Regions from separate parts of the Sus scrofa genome. Here region 1 is linked to region 2. The links are chromatin contacts, called in public Hi-C maps. All regions are on one chromosome and are shown on one strand. Each heading gives the region's core, a stretch centred on a gene start, on an enhancer-like site or on the middle of the called end of the contact. The rest is flanking DNA. Distances are from core to core; before and after follow the strand shown. Region 1 overlaps MAF (transcription factor Maf). Region 2 holds the start of MAF (transcription factor Maf).

Evidence for each region. Hi-C and Micro-C count contacts between places; a contact is called where the count stands out from the background.
Region 1: a Hi-C map of retroperitoneal adipose tissue shows a contact between it and region 2, with 2.2 times the contacts expected there. The contact joins the enhancer-like site here to the promoter of MAF in region 2. A contact is called at or near these places in 6 of 47 Hi-C or Micro-C datasets (epiblast stem cells, liver, psoas muscle and 2 more) and 1 of 2 datasets of contacts at active chromatin or transcription factors (skeletal muscle).

Annotation. Positions count from the first base shown.
Region 1 is chr6:8,526,487-8,530,556 of Sscrofa11.1, forward strand. The region is part of intron 2 of MAF (transcription factor Maf); the gene reads left to right. It overlaps LOC106510470 (a long non-coding RNA gene), which reads right to left. Exons shown (of 2, transcript XR_002345300.1): 1 at 1,713-4,070. Among named protein-coding and RNA genes, the nearest start is that of MAF, 60 kb to the left of the region's middle. Within about 2 kb of position 1,830, at least 11 of the 83 cell types and tissues checked have an H3K27ac peak or open chromatin away from gene starts, as enhancers often do. A contact at or near this core is called in liver and retroperitoneal adipose tissue, where this site is marked.
Region 2 is chr6:8,466,032-8,470,553 of Sscrofa11.1, forward strand. MAF (transcription factor Maf) reads left to right here and starts at 2,705. Exons shown (of 3, transcript XM_021097066.1): 1 at 2,705-3,871. The coding sequence starts at 2,751. It overlaps LOC106510467 (a long non-coding RNA gene), which reads right to left and starts at 1,356. Exons shown (of 2, transcript XR_001308967.2): 1 at 1,233-1,356; 2 at 667-717.

The sequences.
Region 1 (4,070 bases), core at 580-3,079, 60 kb after region 2:
GCCATGTCCTAACAGCCCAGAAGATGGGACATGGAGACAGAGAAGCCCTGCTCAGTGCCATGCCTTCCTCTCCTGCCCACAGTGGAGCAGAGAGCAGAGAGAGAAGGGAGTCCTGGGGAAGTGGTGTTGCCTCCTTGACAATACCCACTCTTTGGGTGAGCATCCTTCTCCTTGGGGTCCAATGTAAACACTTTGTTCTCCACCCCTTGTCATCTTAGCATCAAAGCCTCAGCATAGGTACCATTCCCATTTTATACACAAGAGGAAAACAAGAATCAGAAAGTGACTCTGCTAGGGCAGTGTTGCTTGTGGGAAACAGTAGTTTGGGCCAGACTGTGTTTGTCTCTTGCCCTCTTTTAAAAGCTTGGGAAGAATATTCTTTCATTACGTTGTTAAGGGTTGTAACACATTATCAGCTGAATAACTTTGTCCAGTGGAATGCACAATTCAAAGTGACATGGTTCTGCTTAAAAACAATCTTAAGATGTGGTACATATACACAATGGAATACTACTCAGCCATAAAAAAGAACAAAATAATGCCATTTGCAGCAACTTGGTTGGAACTAGACATACTCAGTAAAGTAAGTCACAGCAAGACAGATACCACATGATATCACTGATATGTGAAATCTAAAATATGGCACAGGTGAACCTACCTACAGAACAGAGACAGACTCACAGACGTGGAGAGCAGACTTATTGCCAAGGGGGCGGGGGAGGGAGTGGGATGGCCTGGGAATTTGGGGTTAGTAGATGCAAACAACTACATTTAGAATGGATAAGCATTGAGGTCTGAATATACAGCACAGGGAACTATAGCCAATCACTTGTGATAGAACATGACAAAAGACAGTATGAGAAAAAGAGTGTATGTATATGTATGATTGGGTCACTTTGCAGAAATGGAAAGACCAATGTGAATAAACTATAATAAGTTTTTGTAAAAAATCCTAACATTTGATTTTTATTGCCTCCATGGTTGCAAGAGAGAGGAAGACAGAGAGATGTAAGATCAGACATAAAACACATGCAGGCCCCAAAGGCTGAAATGTCATAGAAAGGGATGGTGTCTTTTCTTTTATAGGCAAGCTTCTGCCAACGTATGATGTAAAGACCATTCAGGGTCTAAATCACTTAGAAACAAGCACCTTGAACTCCTCACGAAGCCTCTCATGATCTGCTTGCCATGGCGACTCCAGATTAACCAAGGCCAAGGGCAGTGTCATCGACTGCCACGGGGCTGAGGTGTGAGTCCCAAAAGGGAAGGAAGCTAAGCCCTTCCAGCCCAGGAAACCCGGTTGACCCCTCAGAGCACAGGCCCCAGAAAGTCCCAGCTTGCGAGTTGCCCCGGGGCCCGAGCAGCTTTGCCACAGTCACGAGACTGGACCCGTGCGCACAGCCTGGAGCGCTTGGCCTGCAGAGTGGGAAAGCAGTTCCCTCTTTCTCGGACTGCTTCCCTTTGTTGTCCGTGGGCCACGGAGGCTCTGGGGGCAGTGGGGGAGGTGTGATCTGGAGCCTTGCCATAGGCCCCAACCCGGAGCCACTGACCCCAGCCGCTTGGACGACGCCAGTCGGGAGGCTGGCCTTGACTCTATCTAATCCAACAGGCACTTACTCATCACGTGGCCCTGTCCAAAAATAACACACACTGGGGGCCTTGGGGACACCAGGCCCAGCTAGCGAGAGGCCCTTGCAGGCCCGGGAACCCACCTTCCTGTTTGCCTTCCTGGCCACCAGCATCGCAGCACCTCCCCAGAGCACTGAGGGCCCATTGGGTGTTCCTGGACTGGCATCCTTCTGGGAGCCCAGTGCCCACCACTGACCGGCCACTGGCTGTGTGAACTGTCATGCGTGGTCACCGAAAGGCAGCAATGCCTGGAGTCAGGAGAACTGGGAGGAGCCAGCCTATCACATGCCACCAGGATGCTGGCCCGGGCCAGCCCTGAAGCTCTTTTCTCATTATATAAAATCCTAGTAGCTTAGGGATGCCAGGAGCACTGGTAGTGCTTTGTTTGAATTCAGGCCTGTCGTTCACCTGCAGTGTAAACGTGAGCTTGTCGTATTATCAGTGAAGCCTGGGTTTCCTCTTCCTGAAAAAGAGAGTCGTTCTTGTGTGACAGTGTTGGGGTGGCGCTGAGGTAGCAATGGACCTAGAGTCCCTGCCAGGGCCCAGCAAGGCCTTCTCCCAGCTCTTGGCATTATTGCTTCACTCCACAAGGACTTGAACCATGGGTGCAGGTGTTTTCTGCACCTAGTGTGCATCGTCTGCCAGTTGGGAGAGAGCTTTTGGAGGTGAGGCAGAGTAATTCGAATCAGGATTATTGCCCCCAGTTCGGGAATGTGTGGTAGCAGTCAGTGCATGTGGGCTTTTTGGAGTCACAGTAGTAGCAGTCACAGCAGTAACAACAGTGGTGGTAGTAACAGCCAGTGCAGTAGTGATAGCAGTAATAGTAGCAGTCACAGTAGCAGCAGCAATCATGATAGTATTAGTGGTGGTGTGGTACTACACCAACAGGAGTGGTAGCAGTGCAGTAATAACACCGGTAGTTGATACTTGCAGTACTAAAGTAGTAGTGGTGGTAATGGTACTAGCAATTGTAGTAGTACTACTAGTAGTAGCAGCCAACCTTGATTATGCTCAATTCTCCCATGGACCAACATCTTGACTTCTCCCAACTGTCCTAAGAGAGCCGCTCTTGCCTACGTGCAACAGAAAATGATTGGTTTTGATGCCCCTAGTCATGTGCATCTTATTTTATTGAAGTATCGTTGATTTGCAATGTTGTGTTAATTTCTGGTGTACAGCAAAGTGATTCAGTTTTATGTGTGTATATACATTCTTTTCCATTATGATTTGTCGCAGGATATTGAATCTGGTTCCCTGTGCTGTGCAGTAGGACCTGGTTTCTTAATCCATCCAATACTTAATAGTTTGTATCTGCTAATCCCAAACTCTCCATCCATCCCTACCCACCCCCACCCCTGGCAATCACAAGTCTGTTTTCTGTGCCTATGTTTCTGTTTCGTAGGTATGTTCATTTGGGTCGTATTTTAGGTTCCGCATATAAGTGATATCACATGGTGTTTGCCTTGCTCTTTTTGACCTCGCTTCGTGTGATAATCTCTAGGTCCATCTGTGTTGCTGCACATGGCATTATCTCATTCTTTTGATGGCTAATAGTCCTTTTTATATACGTGCCACATCTTCTTTATCCGTCCTTCTGTAGATGGACATTTAGGTTGCTTCCGTGTCTTGGCTGTTGTGAATAGTGCTGCAGTGAACCCTGGGGTCCAGGGCTCATAGTTAGATGCACAGTTGTTTCTTTCCAGTCTGGGCTGTGAAAAAGTCCATCAACAACAATCACCTGGTTGGGACCTCACCAGGTCATGCTCCTGTCTCTGTGGTGCCAGGAAAGCAGACACCCAGCAAGGTGTCCATTTTTCCACAGCAGCTGCCAGGGAGCTCACCATGGGCACTGGGCAGCTGTTGAAGATGGTCGGGGTGATGGCAGAAGGGACCCCACAAGGTGCTGACCCAGCCCCCCAGCCAGTTTTCTTGTTAGGCAGCCAGCAGTCCTTTGGCATGTGCACACCTTTGGGCTCAGAGCAACTGATTTTACTCCGAGGTTGAGTGGTTGGTAGATTGTTATCTGGATTGTTTGGTTCTTGTGATTCTGCCTGTAACCAGGAAGGCCAGAGCTCAGGGCTGGGGAAGTAGTACTGCTGCCTGAATGGTAAGCTAGTCCTCTCTGGAGATGCCCTCTCTGGGGGTGATGTGGAGATGCTGTATTCTGTGCTGTCTGATAATCCCCCACCCCCGACATTCCTGGACAACCTCTAGTGCTCCACCTGCCTAGTGGCCATCAGGGTCCTTTTGGCAGTGGCCCTAGGGCTTCAGTCTCAATTCCTAACCTGTAGCAACAATAGCTTTACAATGGGAGCCTCTCCCAGTAGTGGCCCCCGGGAGAGATTGATCTGGTCGTGTGTACTTAAACTTTTTTTTTTTTAATTACAGAAATAATATAGTCTAATACTTAGGAAAAAAGCCAAAAAAAAGAAAAAGAAAAA
Region 2 (4,522 bases), core at 1,455-3,954:
TTCATTCTATTGATATTGCCATAAAGCCCGCTGAAAATCCATCCTGGCATTTTTAAAGGGTATCGGGCTTTGCTTGTTACACGGGATCCTCTTGCAAAAAGTCTCTCGGCCAGAATTACTCTGAGAAGGGTCCTGTGTCCTCTGGCTTCTTTATCCACAAACAAGGGGGACAGAGAAAGAGAAAAAAAATGATTCTCGCACCTGCCAGCACTGCTTTCAGCCCTTCTTCTAACAAGGGCGGTTCTCTAACTTTGTGCCTCTCTCCTCCTCCCACCTTAGGAAAGCAGCTTCTTTTCATTTCATCAACAAAACTGGACACGGATCAATTTCAACTGACCTTTGCCGAAAGGTGGCGCTGTTGAGGTAAAAACCAACTCGTTCCAACAATAGTTTTCACTCTTCGATCGTTTTGCAGGCTTTTAAGATTTTTTTTAAATACACCCTCCTAGCGTCTCCCCCTTCCATAAAATAAATATGATTAACACCAAACGCATTTCATTAATTGGAGAAATCAACAGTCCAACATCCAAGCAAGCGGGCCGGTCTTCCAAACGCTGGGTCCGCTTCGCGCACTCTTGCTTTCCCTCAAATAAATCTCGGCGTCTCCGACTGGCCTATCGCTTTAAAATCTTAGAAACAGAATTGTTGGTTCTTTCTTTTTTCTTCTTTTCTTCTTCTTCTTTTTTTTTTTTTTGCATAAGCTTTAGAAGAATCGATCTAGAAAATTGAATAGTTATTAACATCTGCAACCGGAGGGGAGAAGTAGCCCCCACCTCACCCCACCCCACCCCCACTCTGGGTTTCCGGGCCCGTCCAGAAACCGCGGTTTAAAATTTAACCCTTCGAGGGAAGCTTGTGAAGGCTAGGGTGTTGGGTTTTTTTCCCCTCGTTCCGCGTCAGGATCAAGTCTGAAATAATTAGGTGAAACGTAGAAGTGCAAAGGGCGCGCGGGACCCTGATAAACAGGAGTCAGATTTCATAAGGGGGTGGATGACTCTCTCTGTGTGTGTGTGTGTGTGTGTATGTGTGTGTGTGAGAGAGAGAGAGAGAGAGAGAGAGAGAGAGAGAGAGAGAGAGAGAGAATGAGAATGAATCTCAAAGGCCAAACTGGGGCCAGAGTCGGAAGCCTGAGGGTGAGCGGGGGAGTTAACTCGCGTAGGAGTTCTTTCCCCCCAAGGGCACGCGTCGCCAGCAGGCCCCTGCTTGGAATGGCCCCGAACAACTTATTTCACCTTCTTTAAAAGAGGGTGTGATAAAACGGGCTTTCTGTCTCCGCCACTCCGAATCGCCCTGGCAGGCGCTCGGCCGGGCGACGTCCTGCGCGCAGTCGGGACCCCTGCACCCCCACGCGCCGGCTCCGGGAAGAGGGACAAAGAGTTTGGGTCAAGTTTGAGCTCCGGGCAGTGCCAGGCTCGGGGAAGGAAGGTCCCCTGGGTGGACACCCGGGTGCCGAAGGTGGAGTAAAGAGAAGAAGCTGCCTGGCGAATACAGGATCCAGAGAGTGGGGGTCAGGCCAATCTCCGCTGAGGGAGTGGCAGGCAAGCTGGGGCTCCGGAAGGCAGGCCTCTCTCGCTCCAAAGTAAAGCAAATCGGCCTCCCGGTCCACCTGGTTTCCCACAGCGCCGCTGGAAAACTCCTTCCCCTCTTACACCAAACTTTGTTCCCGGCTCTGCAGCCTCCTGAGGAGGCTGCGGAGCGGGAAGGGTTAAGGCTGCCCGTCCCAGCTGACAGTCAGCTGATTGGGCCCTGATTGACAGCTCCGAAAAGTTTCCTTGTCTCTACACTATTATGCTAATCGCGGCCGCCTCCCATTGGTCTGGAGTACCAGTCAATTTCCCATTTGGGCCTGACGTCACAAGTGCTATAAAACTCAGCAATTGCTTTAAACTCTTCTTGCTGGATCAGAGGCTTTAAAATCTTTTTTTCATCTTCGAGCTGTAGCTCGGGCTGCTCGTCGGCTCGGCCTCCCCCCTTTTGCTCTCCGCCTCGCCTTTCCCCGGGACTTCGCTATTTTGCTTTAAAAAAAAAAAAAAAAAAAAAAGCCAAGAAAGAACTCAACTCCCCCCTCCCTTTCCTCCAGCCCGGCTGCACCTCTGTCTTGCACTTTGCACGGAGGGAGGAAGAGCGCGAGGGAGAGAGAGAGAAAGAGAGAGAGAGAGAGAGAGAGGAAAGAAAGAGAAAAAAAAAATAAAAAGAGCCAGGCTGAAGAGGAGGCGAGAAGCATGAAGTGTTAACTCCCCCGTGCCAAGGCCAGCGCCGCCCGGACAGCCGCCCGCCGCGCTTCCAGCCCCGAGCGGCCGCCGCGCGCGCCCCGCCTGCAGCCCAGGCCGGCGAGGCGAGCCCTCCTTATGCAAAGGGCGCAGCGGAGCGGCGAGCGGGGGACGCCGCGCACCCGGCCGGGCTCCTCCGGCTTCGCCGCCGCCGCCGCCGCCGCCGCCACCGCAACCCGCGGAGGACCTTCCCGAGCCTGAAGCCGCCGGCTCGGCGCGCTAGGAGACGAGCAGGCGAGGAGGGGCCCGGGCGAGCAGCGAGCACATTGGCGTGAGCAGGGGGAGGGAGGGCGGGCGCGGGGGCGCGGGCAGGGCGGGGGGGTGTGTGCGCGCTCGGAGGTTTCGGGCCAGCCACCGCCGCGCGAGCTAGAAGCGCCCCAGCCCGGCAAGCTGGCTCACCCGCTGGCCACCCAGCACAGCCCGCTGGCCCCTCTCCTGCAGCCCATCTGGCGGAGCGGCGGCGGCGGCGGCGGCAGGAGAATGGCATCAGAACTGGCAATGAGCAACTCCGACCTGCCCACCAGTCCCCTGGCCATGGAATATGTTAATGACTTCGATCTGATGAAGTTTGAAGTGAAAAAGGAACCGGTGGAGACCGACCGCATCATCAGCCAGTGCGGCCGTCTCATCGCCGGGGGCTCGCTGTCCTCCACCCCCATGAGCACGCCGTGCAGCTCGGTGCCCCCTTCCCCCAGCTTCTCGGCGCCCAGCCCGGGCTCGGGCAGCGAGCAGAAGGCGCACCTGGAAGACTACTACTGGATGACCGGCTATCCGCAGCAGCTGAACCCCGAGGCGCTGGGCTTCAGCCCCGAGGACGCGGTCGAGGCGCTCATCAGCAACAGCCACCAGCTCCAGGGCGGCTTCGATGGCTACGCGCGCGGGGCGCAGCAGCTGGCCTCGGCGGCCGGGGCCGGCGCCGGCGCCTCCCTGGGCGGCAGCGGCGAGGAGATGGGCCCCGCCGCCGCCGTGGTGTCCGCCGTGATCGCCGCGGCCGCTGCGCAGAGCGGCGCGGGCCCGCACTACCACCACCACCACCACCACCACGCCGCTGGCCACCACCACCACCCGACGGCCGGCGCGCCCGGCGCCGCGGGCAGCGCGTCCGCCTCGGCCGGTGGCGCGGGCGGCGCGGGCAGCGGCGGCCCGGCCAGCGCCGGGGGCGGCGGCGGCGGCGGCGGCGGCGGAGGCGGCGGCGGAGCGGCGGGGGCGGGGGGCGCCCTGCACCCGCACCACGCCGCCGGCGGCCTGCACTTCGACGACCGCTTCTCCGATGAGCAGCTGGTGACCATGTCGGTGCGCGAGCTGAACCGGCAGCTGCGCGGGGTCAGCAAGGAGGAGGTGATCCGGCTGAAGCAGAAGAGGCGGACCCTGAAAAACCGCGGCTATGCCCAGTCCTGCCGCTTCAAGAGGGTGCAGCAGAGGCACGTCCTGGAGTCCGAGAAGAACCAGCTGCTGCAGCAGGTCGACCACCTCAAGCAGGAGATCTCCAGGCTGGTGCGCGAGAGGGACGCGTACAAGGAGAAATACGAGAAGTTGGTGAGCAGCGGCTTCCGAGAAAACGGCTCGAGCAGCGACAACCCGTCCTCTCCCGAGTTTTTCATGTGAGTCTGACACGCGATCCCAGCTAGCCACCTTGATAAGTGCTCCATGGGGGTCCGACTCGGGTGTGGGCTTGCCAGTTCCAGAGCCTTGCTCGCCACCACCTCGCCCCCTCCCCTCCTGAGCTTGCCCCCCGCCCCGCAGTTGCCCCCTGCACACACACACACACACACACACACACACACACGCACGCACACACACACACACACCCTGCTCAGAGTTGGTGGTGGTGGCTGTTTTTCAGTCGGGGAGGGGCTGGTTGTTTGGCTCATGGATTGCCAATCTGAAATTCTCCATAACTTGCTAGATTGTTTTTGTTTTTGTTTTTTTTACCCCCCCCCCAACTTGCACAATGTTCAGAAATCTCGGCAGAGTTCCTCATACTCACCTTTGAAGCCTGCATCCTTCATATTTTTTTTTTCTTCTTCTTCAGTTCATGAGCTGGTGTTCATTTTCTGTGTGTGTGTTTTGTTTGGATTTTTTTTTTTTAATTTGACTTTTTGGAGCTTGCTGTGTTGCCCTCCCCTCCCCCCCACCTTCCACCCTCACTCCCTCTCCACTCATCTCCTCTGAGATTTAAAAAAAAAAAGAAAGAAAAAAAAAAAAGAAAAGCTAAGTTTTTTTTTTCTCCTCCTGAGTTCTTCATATGAGAT